2 separate regions of the Rattus norvegicus genome follow, and region 1 is linked to region 2. The links are chromatin contacts, called in public Hi-C maps. All regions are on one chromosome and are shown on one strand. Each heading gives the region's core, a stretch centred on a gene start, on an enhancer-like site or on the middle of the called end of the contact. The rest is flanking DNA. Distances are from core to core; before and after follow the strand shown.

The links. A called contact is a pair of places that touch in the nucleus more often than the background predicts.
Region 1: a contact with region 2 is called in a Hi-C map of Schwann cells, with 2.1 times the contacts expected there. The contact joins the promoter of Dnajc16 here to the enhancer-like site in region 2. A contact is called at or near these places in 2 of 12 Hi-C or Micro-C datasets (Schwann cells and mammary epithelial cells).

The regions. Positions count from the first base shown.
Region 1 is chr5:159,386,200-159,391,255 of GRCr8, forward strand. Dnajc16 (DnaJ heat shock protein family (Hsp40) member C16) reads right to left here and starts at 2,912. Exons shown (of 15, transcript NM_001014194.1): 1 at 2,877-2,912; 2 at 961-1,145. The coding sequence starts at 1,127.
Region 2 is chr5:159,329,767-159,334,501 of GRCr8, forward strand. It overlaps a transcript of Agmat not described here. Among named protein-coding and RNA genes, the nearest start is that of Agmat, 11 kb to the right of the region's middle. Within about 2 kb of position 1,760, at least 82 of the 93 cell types and tissues checked have an H3K27ac peak or open chromatin away from gene starts, as enhancers often do. A contact at or near this core is called in Schwann cells, where this site is marked.

The DNA of each region.
Region 1 (5,056 bases), core at 1,662-4,161, 58 kb after region 2:
CTCCCACACGTTCAGCAGTCTCTTTTGAGATATACATATAATTAAAAATAAAATATTACCAAAAAAACCAAAAACCCCAAACAAAGAAGGGTAGTGGCAGAAGCACACACCTTTCATCTCAGCATTCAGGAGGTAGAAATGGGTGAATCTCTGAGTTTAAGGCCAGTATAGTTTACAAAGTGAGTTCCAGGACAGCCAGAGCTACAGGGAAGCCCCCCGACCCCCAAACTCTCATACACACACTCTCTTCCCACACAAAGGAAAAATAATGTTTAAAAACCAGAATTCCTCTACACAACAGGAGGTTAATTCCTGCAGACCACCTCACTTCCTTATTTGCTCTAGCCAGCAGTTCTCAACCTTCTTGTGACCCTTCAATACAGTTAATCACGGTGTGACACCCCTAACCATCAGTTACTTTTGTTGCTACTTTGTAACAGTACTTTTGCTACTGTTACGAATCCTAAATGTTTTCTGACCATCTTAGGTGACCCCTCGGAGAGGGTTGTTCAACCCCCAAAGGGGTCGGGAATCGCAGGTTGAGAACTGCTGTTCTAGTGGGCCTGGAACTTGCCAGGAAGCCCTGGCTGACTTCAACCAAGGGTGGGTGAGCCTCCTGCCTCTGCCTCTGAAGTGCTGGGATCATAAGTGTAAGGTATCCTGTGCATTTCAATTATTTTTTTTTAAATTCATTTTACTTCTTACTTTAACATTAAATGTCCTAACATTATCTACGAGGATGCTCTAAGCTGTAGTATTCCTGAAGAATTGTGTATTAAAGTAAACACAGACTTTAGACTGCTAAAAAAGATGGAGCATGGGCCATTAGCTGGCCCTCAATACTCTAAACAGGTCTACAAATACACCCAGCACAGAAACAGACAAGTCATCCTCATTGAGGCTTCAGCCACCTGCTGACTGCTTAGCAGACATTGAACTCCTGTTCATGGTTTCACCTACCATTCCCGAGCGAGCTTCTTATATGCCTTTTTAATGTCAGCCTGACTGGCTGTGCGGCTGACCCCTAGGACTCTGTACGGGTCAAAATCCAATGCAGACAGGCTTTGCAGGATCAGAACGAGGACTATCAAGAATTGCCAGGAAATGCTCAACCTTTTCAATTCCATCTCTCTTCCTTCCCAGAGCTGAAATGATTAAAAGGTAGTTTTAAGTTCAAGAGACAGGAACCCGAATGCTTGTGCTTTCTTAGGGAGGGGATCAAGATGTTCAGATGAGAACTAAACAAGAAATTTTCTTAAAAAGGGGAGTGTGTCAATCTAGTTGTTGTCCCTATCTTAAAAAAAAAACATAACTTTTGAATATCACACATAAGAACTATTATAAGTTAAAAAAAAGACAACTCATATTAGAAAAGCCCTTTTAAAATTATTAAAAATGGGGGCTGGGGATTTAGCTCAGTGGTAGAGCGCTTACCTAGGAAGCGCAAGGCCCTGGGTTCGGTCCCCAGCTCCGAAAAAAAGAACCAAAAAAAAAAAAATTATTAAAAATGAATGCTCTGAAATACATGGTGACTACAAGAACAGATTTAGGATATCCAGGAGACCACATCTCACCTGCACAACCTCACCTATCATAATAATAAACAATTGGCTTCAGAGTAGCTCAGGATGTGTCAAATTAATTCACGAATTCATCATGATTTCTCATGTACTAAATTACATTCTGGGATCACTGTGGCATTTCTGGGCACTAAATGGACATCAAAGTAAAACTTTACAAATAATTGTGCAGTAATATTCAGAAGCCTGCTGCTATCATCATCATCATCATCATCATCATCATCATCATCATCATCATCATCATCATCACATTCATTCAGACGAAATGGGAAGCTGTTTTTTAAGCCAGTTAGCAATTTGGTTATTGACCATGGAAACTTCAGATATGAAAAAATGGTTATGAAAGAATTTAGTTTTCCATCTAAAGAGAACAGGAAAGACTTAATGAATAGGCAGGGCTTTAAAATGTCTTAACTACAACTCAGTTGAGGGGTTGAACTCAGTGTGGGTTTTGGAATAATCCTGGCTGGTTGGTACGGAGATAGTGTAGACCTGGACACACACACACTCACACAGAGGGCTATGGTCTTTTATACCATACATTATTTTCATGGGTTACATTTATCTTGACCTCACAGTGTTCAGTTCAGTGGCTGACAACTCACTCGGGACGGGGGGGGGGGTGTATTTGACAAGTTCCAGGCATAAATCCTGCTTGGGAGTCTTCACAGACAATTGACCACTGTTTAGGACTGCATACATGCTAAGTACAATCCACAAGCAAGCCAGTTTCTCTTTCAAGACAACCTGTTCTGAGGTATTGAGATCCAGAATGAGGATCAGATTGGGGGTGGAGGGGAGGTTGTCCACCATTCTAGGACCTAAACCTGTGTTCTTGCTGGCAGGGTGTGACTGAGCACCAGCACCTAGCAGGATCTTCATGGTCGGGGGTGGGGTAAAGTGGGTAAGGGGTTTAATATGCAAAAGCCACAAGCAGGGTGGGTGAATTGTCAGCCCTTCAGTGGGTGAGATGGGGACATTATTTTGGCTGACGTTCTCCAGCTCCAGGGGGCTGGCCACAGGGCAGGGGACGCGCTGGCCAACAGGTAGCCCTCGGTGTCCCCAAACGCAGGTGGCTGAGGCTCCCCAGACGCTCCGCAGGACCAAGTCCCGACTCCGGTGCCCGCCCGGGTCGCGACCTTCCGGGAGGCGGCCCCCTCCCCCGCCGCCCCGGTTCCTGTCGGCTCCCGGGTCCCCCCGGGCCCAGCAAGGGCTGAGGTCGCGGAGGATCTCACGGAAGATCCCCCAGCCTGCAGGGCCCCGCCGCGTTCGCGCGTCACGCCGGGAAGGAGTTACCGGGAAAGGGCACCGGCCCAACCGGCCGCAGAGTCCGTGCTCCAGTGAATCCGCCGGGGCCGGCGCTTCCAGTCCACACCAGAGCACCTGGGGAGGGGAAAGAGGCGGGGCCCAGGCCCCGGGCCGTCACGTGTCACTTAAAGACCCAGTGTCTGGAAGGCGTGCAAGGACTGGGTTTAGGCTGCACTCTCAGCCAGCCTATTTTGGCCCTGATGGTCTCCGTAGGCACGTGGATCGGGCGCGGTTGCTATAGGAACGGAGCGCGCTCTCCGGCTGGGTCTGAAGGCTTGATCTTGACCAGCGAGGCCAGAGCGTGCCTACTAGCGAGGCCAACTCGCTATGCATCACGGGATACCAGGAAGACCTCCGGGAACTGGGGAGGGGTTTCCACTGGTTGCCAGAAGGTGGCCCACTTCTAGCAACTGTTGCTAGGACGGGGACGCAGTCGCTGGTCCCAGTTCACTTTGACCCTATTCATAGAATCCTAGAACGTCAGAGTTTGAGGCGACCTTAGGGATTCTTCCTAGTTCAACCTCTCCATATACTGAAGTTCGGAGAGGGTCAAAGACTTGCCCAAAGCTTAGAATCCAAGACTTCAAATTCTGTATATCAAACCAAAAATGTTCTAGACTGGGATTTAGACAAGAACTGGGGAAGAGGGCGTGGTGAATAGGCTGACATTTTTTTGCGCCTGCAACCAAGGGCTCTTGGGAATGTATTTTCTATTCCATGCCTCCTGTTGAGTGAATTCTTATGTTATTGGTTGCTTTTTATCCCTTACCTAGCACACCGTTTTTGTTGTTTGTTTTTGAGACAGGGTCTCACTGTGTAACCCTCGCTGGCCTGGAACTTGCTAGGTGGACCAGGGTGGCCTCAAACTCACGAGCTCTGCCTGCCTCTGCCTCCCAAAAGAGTTCTGGCATTAAAAGTCTGCACTACCATGCCCGGCTCTATCTTTTATGCATTTATTCCATATCTCTGCTCTTTTAGGAGTGTAAGCTCCTGTAGGCAGTCTCTTTTCTTCTTCAGCACCGTATCACTGTCTGCACAGACCTTGATTTGTACAAGCTGTCAGTATTTGAATAGTTAGTTGCAAAATAAATGAAAAGTGAAGCTAAAGCTTGTTGCGCCCCCCTCCCACCTTGGCCTGTGTGGGCAATAAAATGCGGCCCTCATGCATGCTAGGCAAGTGCTCTATCACTGAGCTCCAAGGCTTTGCTGCTCGAATGAACAATACATTCATACTGGTTTTCAGTTGAGCTTCTGCACTTGCACCAGCAGACCAATGTGCTGTAGTCACTCATGCTCATTTTTACCAAGCCGAAACTAGGTTATTTAACTGTCTGAGAAATCAGGTGACAGAGATATAACTGCCCAATCCCCAAACCAGCCAGTTTTAGCCAACATGGCGAATCTCCTTGACTTGGCAACTACTCCCCTTCGAGTTTCTTGTTTGGGCTCTCCCCAGACTTCCTGTTTGTAAATTCACCTCAGCTGCTCATCCGAATGTGCATCCTATCTAATGGAAAGAAGCGTTGCCTGATGCTAAAATCGGGAAGCGAGTGTAATATCATCTTTTGACATATTCCATGGTGGATTCTTGGCTAAGGGTCTATCCCAGTTCGGGTTTGAATCTCAGATGCCTCTGTTGGGGGTCAAGCTGTGAGATCCCTAACACATGTCCACAGCTGTCAGCAAGGAATAACTATTATCGGGAATATGTCAGGGATAATAACATGGCTAGCTGGGACAACACCGTAAGTGGCTAGCACGATGCTCAATTATTTTTTAAAAATGATTTATTTACTTAATGTATATAGGAATCTTCATGCACACCAAAAGAGGGAATCACCTTCCATTATAGATGGCTGTGAGCCACCATGTGGTTGCTGGGATATGAATTCAGGACCTCTGGAAGAGCAGCCAGTGCTCTTAACCACTGAACCATCTCTCCAGCCTTGTTCAGTTACTTTTTAAGTCGTGGAAATGAGTGGTACAAAACTGAGAGAACAGAGGACTAGATTCCTGGCAGTTTCTATGTGGGAGGTGCTGAGGAGGGAAAGAGAAGAGAGCGAGATGGAAGTCTGTGGGCTTAGTTTGCTGAGGCAGGATAGCCTGAAAAAGCAGGAGGCGAGGTTTTACTAGCCGCAACGGAGGAGGGCGTTAGAAGAAAGCCACAG
Region 2 (4,735 bases), core at 510-3,009:
CTCTTAACCATTGGGCCATCTCTCTAATCCCCAGAACTGTTTGTTTTTGAGACAGTGTCATGTGGTCTCAGCTGGCTCCAAAGTCACCTTAAGGCTCAGGGTGGCCTTGAACTTGTCATTGTCCTTCCCACAAAGTCAGCTTAAGGCTCAGGATGGCCTCAAACTTGTCATTGTCCCTCACACATGCTTGGGTCACAGGCTTTAACTCTTCAGTATAGGAACTGAACTCGATACGAATCGAGCTGCATCTAAATATATCTATGGATATTTTGTCTGCAGGCATAGATAATGTGTACAGCCCATGCATGCCTGATGGCTTGGGTCTCCTGGAACTGGAGTTACATTACACACAGTTGTGAGCTGTCATGTGGGTGCTGGGAATTGAACCCAGGTTCCCTAGAGAATCAGACAGTGCTCTTAACCGCTGAGCCAGCTCTGCAGACTATAGGGTTTTGAGACAGTCTTTCTATGTAGCCTTGACTGGCCTGCTACTCACTATGTAACCTGGGTTGGCACTGAACTCATGGCATACTTCCTGCCTCAGCCTCCAGAGTTCTGGGATTACAGGCGCCCCACCCCCACCCCCGCCCCTGCCTAAAACTTCTTGAGAGTAGAAGGTTTACTCATTTCTCCCAAAAGTATTGTTACTGCACACCTGTGAGAGTGCATACCTCCACTTGCTGCAGGGAAGTGGATCAGAAAGGATGCTATCGGCCTGGTGCTGTGGTACGAGCCTGTAATCCCAGAACTGGGGAGCTGGAGGTGGGAGGCTAGAGAGTTCGGGCCTAACCTGGGCTATGTGATCCTTCCAGTCCGTGTGTTAGCATTCTGTCTAAGCTCTGCCCCACAGTTACCTGGCAACAGCCAGGTATGCCTGACAGTATAAAAGGGGCTGCTTGCCCCCTCCTCACTCTCTTGCTCTTGCCTTCCCTTCCTCTCTCCATGTACTCATGGCCGGCCTCTACTCCTCTTCTCTGTCTCTGCCTTTCTCTGCTCCTGCTACCCTCTTAACTCCCCTCCCCATACGCTGAATAAATTCTATTCTATATTATACCGTCCTGTGGCGGGTCCCTCAGGGGTAAGGGATGTCTCAACAGACACTCCTTCCCCGACACCTCACCACACCTCCGTAGAACATATCTCCCCTCTCTTTATCTTTTTTTTTTTTTTTTTTGGTTCTTTTTTTCGGAGCTGGGGACCGAACCCCGGGCCTTGCGCTTCCTAGGTAAGCGCTCTACCACTGAGCTAAATCCCCAGCCCCCTCTCTTTATCTTTTTATAAAGACATCACCGTGAGTTTTTAAAAGCTAGCCCCTCCCCAATCATCTTTTTTTTCTTTTTTAAAGATTTATTTACGTTATTTATAGATGGTTGTGAGCCACCACGTGGTTGCTAGGAATTGAACTCAGGACCTCTGGAAGAGCAGTCAGTGCACTTAACCACTGAGCCATCTCTCCAGCCCCACCCCCAATCATCTTAAAATCCCTTTTACATTAGTTACTGTGTATGTTGGTCTGCAAAATATCGGACAGCTAGGTAGGAACAACTGTGAACCAGAGTCATTCTAAAAAATTCTCCAAGAGTGAGGTGTAATGACATACAGGAGCACTGGGGAGATCTTGGCAGGAGGATCTGGGATTCGAAGGCAGCCTGGGTTGAGACTCTGTCTCAAACAATCAGAAGCATGATTGAGAAGTAAACTTCTGAAGTGCAGCAACTACCCTAGCAGACTGTACGCCTGGATACAGCCACTTTTTCAGGCAGAAGTAACCCCGCCTCCTTAAAGTTCACTCTTCGCCACGAAATTCCTCTGGCGTCAAACCCATTGCTGAGAACTTTCTCTTCCTGGGGAAGACAGGCTTTAATCTGAAATCTGCCACGTTTCCTGTAGAATCGCTTCCCACGCAGACTCGCGAAAAGTCTTTGAAGCGCATTTGGGATCTCGATGGGCACTTAAGCCAAAGAAGCGCTTGGTGCAAGGACCTTCGTCCCCCAAAGCGCCTGCGCGCCGCAGCACCGCCTGCGGCGCACCGGCGCAATGGGCGGGTCCGCCTAGTCACGTGACTTCCCAGCCAATGCTTCGTCTGTGGGTGTGTCGCTGAGGTTGTGGTTGCTAAGGTGACTGTGGCCCGTGCGTATGCTGCGTAATTAAGGGTCCAGCCTCCACCCTGCTGACTGCAGCTTCTCCTTGCTGCGCTCTCCCCCAAGTTTTGGAACCCATGCGTCTCCCCCTCCGAGGATTGGAAAGCTCTGGATCCTGAGAGATGCAACCGGGGTGTGTCTAGCCTGCACCCACTTAGGGACTTTCTTTCCTGCTTCAGAGAAAGGGTCAGATCCCGCGTGATGCAGGGATGTGGCCAAGTCCTGGGCAATAGCTTCCCACAGCTTCCCTGCGGCTTTGGTCAGGGCTGGTTGCTCACGCTCGTCCAAATCAGGTTTAGTCATGAATGGTTGTTATGAAGGATAACCAGTTCAAGAATAATTATTCTATTTTAAAAGACGAGAGCGAAGGTGTTGAGGGTGTGGCTCAGTGATAGAATGCTTGCCTAGAATTCTCTAGGTCCCTAGGTTGGATCTCGAGTAACATTAAAAGACTACCAGAAGGGAAAAGTGCAAATACTTTAGAAAGTCATTTTTGCACCTTTCGAGACAAGTGCTGGGATTAAGGGCATGTTCCAACACGCCAAGTGTTTCGGATGGACGCCAGGCCTTCAACTCTTGGACTTCAGTGCTCTTCCTGGAAGGCTGAGAGGTAGAGTGCTTGCCAAGCATGCCAGAGGGCCCTGGGTTGGATCCCTAAAACACCATTAACTGGACATATATCTGTGAGTTTACTACTCTGTGGGTCTCGGTAGATGTTCAAGGAGCCAGTTTAGGATAGCCTGGGGTTATATGAGGTCCTGTCTCAAAAAACCAACAAGTAGGTCATGGTGGTGCAGGCCCTTAATATGAGTACTCCAGAGGCAGAGGCAGGCTGATCTCTGGCAAGTTGGAGGCCAGCCATAGGGAGTTGTAGGACAGCCAGAACTACATAGAGAGACCCTGTTTCAAGAACACAAAAGTACAGTAACAAATAGGACCTCAAACTAATGAGGAGATGGCTTAGCGATCCCTTAATTGCTGCAGAAAGGAACACTTGCCGTTTCTACAGAAGACCTACATTCAGTTCCCAGCACCTACTTCAGGTGACCCTCTGGCCTTCAAGGGTACCTTCATGCACATGGTACCCTGAACTCAACACATGTGTAAATGCAAAATTTAAGAAGATGATAATAGCCAGTCCGTGGTGACACACACCTTTAATCCCAGTACTTGGGAGGCAGAGGCAGGTGGATCTCTGAAGTTGAGGCCAGCTTGTCTACATAGTGAGTTCCAGGACAGCCAAAGCTAACATGGAGAAACCCTGTCTTGACCCGACCCCTCCCCCTCAAGATATAAAAACATAATAAAAAGGCAAGTGTTCAAGTTCAGGCCCCCAAGTAATGGGGACTAATGATTTTCTCCCAGATAGGTGCTTAATATTAAAAGAGATTCCTTTAGAGATCTTGGATATCTTCTGTCTGTGTGTCTGTGTAGAACTCTCTCCTCCCTGGCCTTTTGTCCTTTGAACTGGAGCTGCCCTTTCCTGTCTGGCCTCTAAAACTTTCTGTTTGTCTAAGGCACTGGTTCTCAACCTTCCTAATGCTGTGCCCCTTTAATACAGTTCCTCACGTTGTGGTGACCCCCTAGTCAGGGAATTATGCTTGTTGCTACTTCATAGCTGTAATTTTGCTACTGTTACGAATCGTTAATATCTGATATGTAGGATACCTTATATTCCATCCCCAAAGGGGTTAGGGATCCCACAGGTTGAGAACCGCTGATCTAAGGCATTCCATTGGGCTTGGCCTCAGTTTTCCTTCTCTGAACTCCACGCTGGAAACCCCGGAAACAGGGAACTTGGGCAATGTCAAGGGCCTTCTTATTGTCTATTTCCCATGTGTTCCTGGCCTTTGTGGCCTGGTGTTCAGTGTCCTGACTGTATTTGGTTGTTCTAGGCAAAAGGGAACAAAAAACAAATCAACATTCTCTCTCTCTCTCTCTCTCTCTCTCTCTCTCTCTCTCTACACACACACACACACACACACACACACACACACACACACACACACACAATCTCACCATGTAGCTCTGACTGGCTTAGAACCCAGAGACTCACTATCCCCTGCCTCCTGCTGCTAGGACTAAAGGCATGAACCACCGTGCCTGATCCCAAATCATTTTCCCCATCTAGATTTCTGGAAGCAAAAGTCCAAATATGACACAAATTTAACGCCATTTTTTACTGCCCCATATTATCACCCTGGAGTATTAAAACTTTTGGGGCTAGAGAAATGGCTCAGGAGTCAAGAATACTAGCTGCTCTTCCAGAGGACTCAAGTTCACAATGGCTCACAACTTGTCTGTAGCACCAATTCCAGGAGAGCCAATGACCTCTTCTGAGCTTCTTGGGTACCAGGTTGGCAGTGGTAGCTCATGCCTTTGATCTCAGCACACGGGAGGCATAGGCAGGCAGATCTTTGAGTTCAAGGCCATCCTGGTCTACAGATCGAATACCAGGACAGCCAGAGCTATACAGAGAAACCTTGTCCTAAAAAACAAAGATAGTTCATGGTCAAACATGCAGGCAAAATGTTCACACATGTAAATAACTAAATAAATGCTAAGGCCCGTTTTAAGTTAGACTGTCTTGTTGA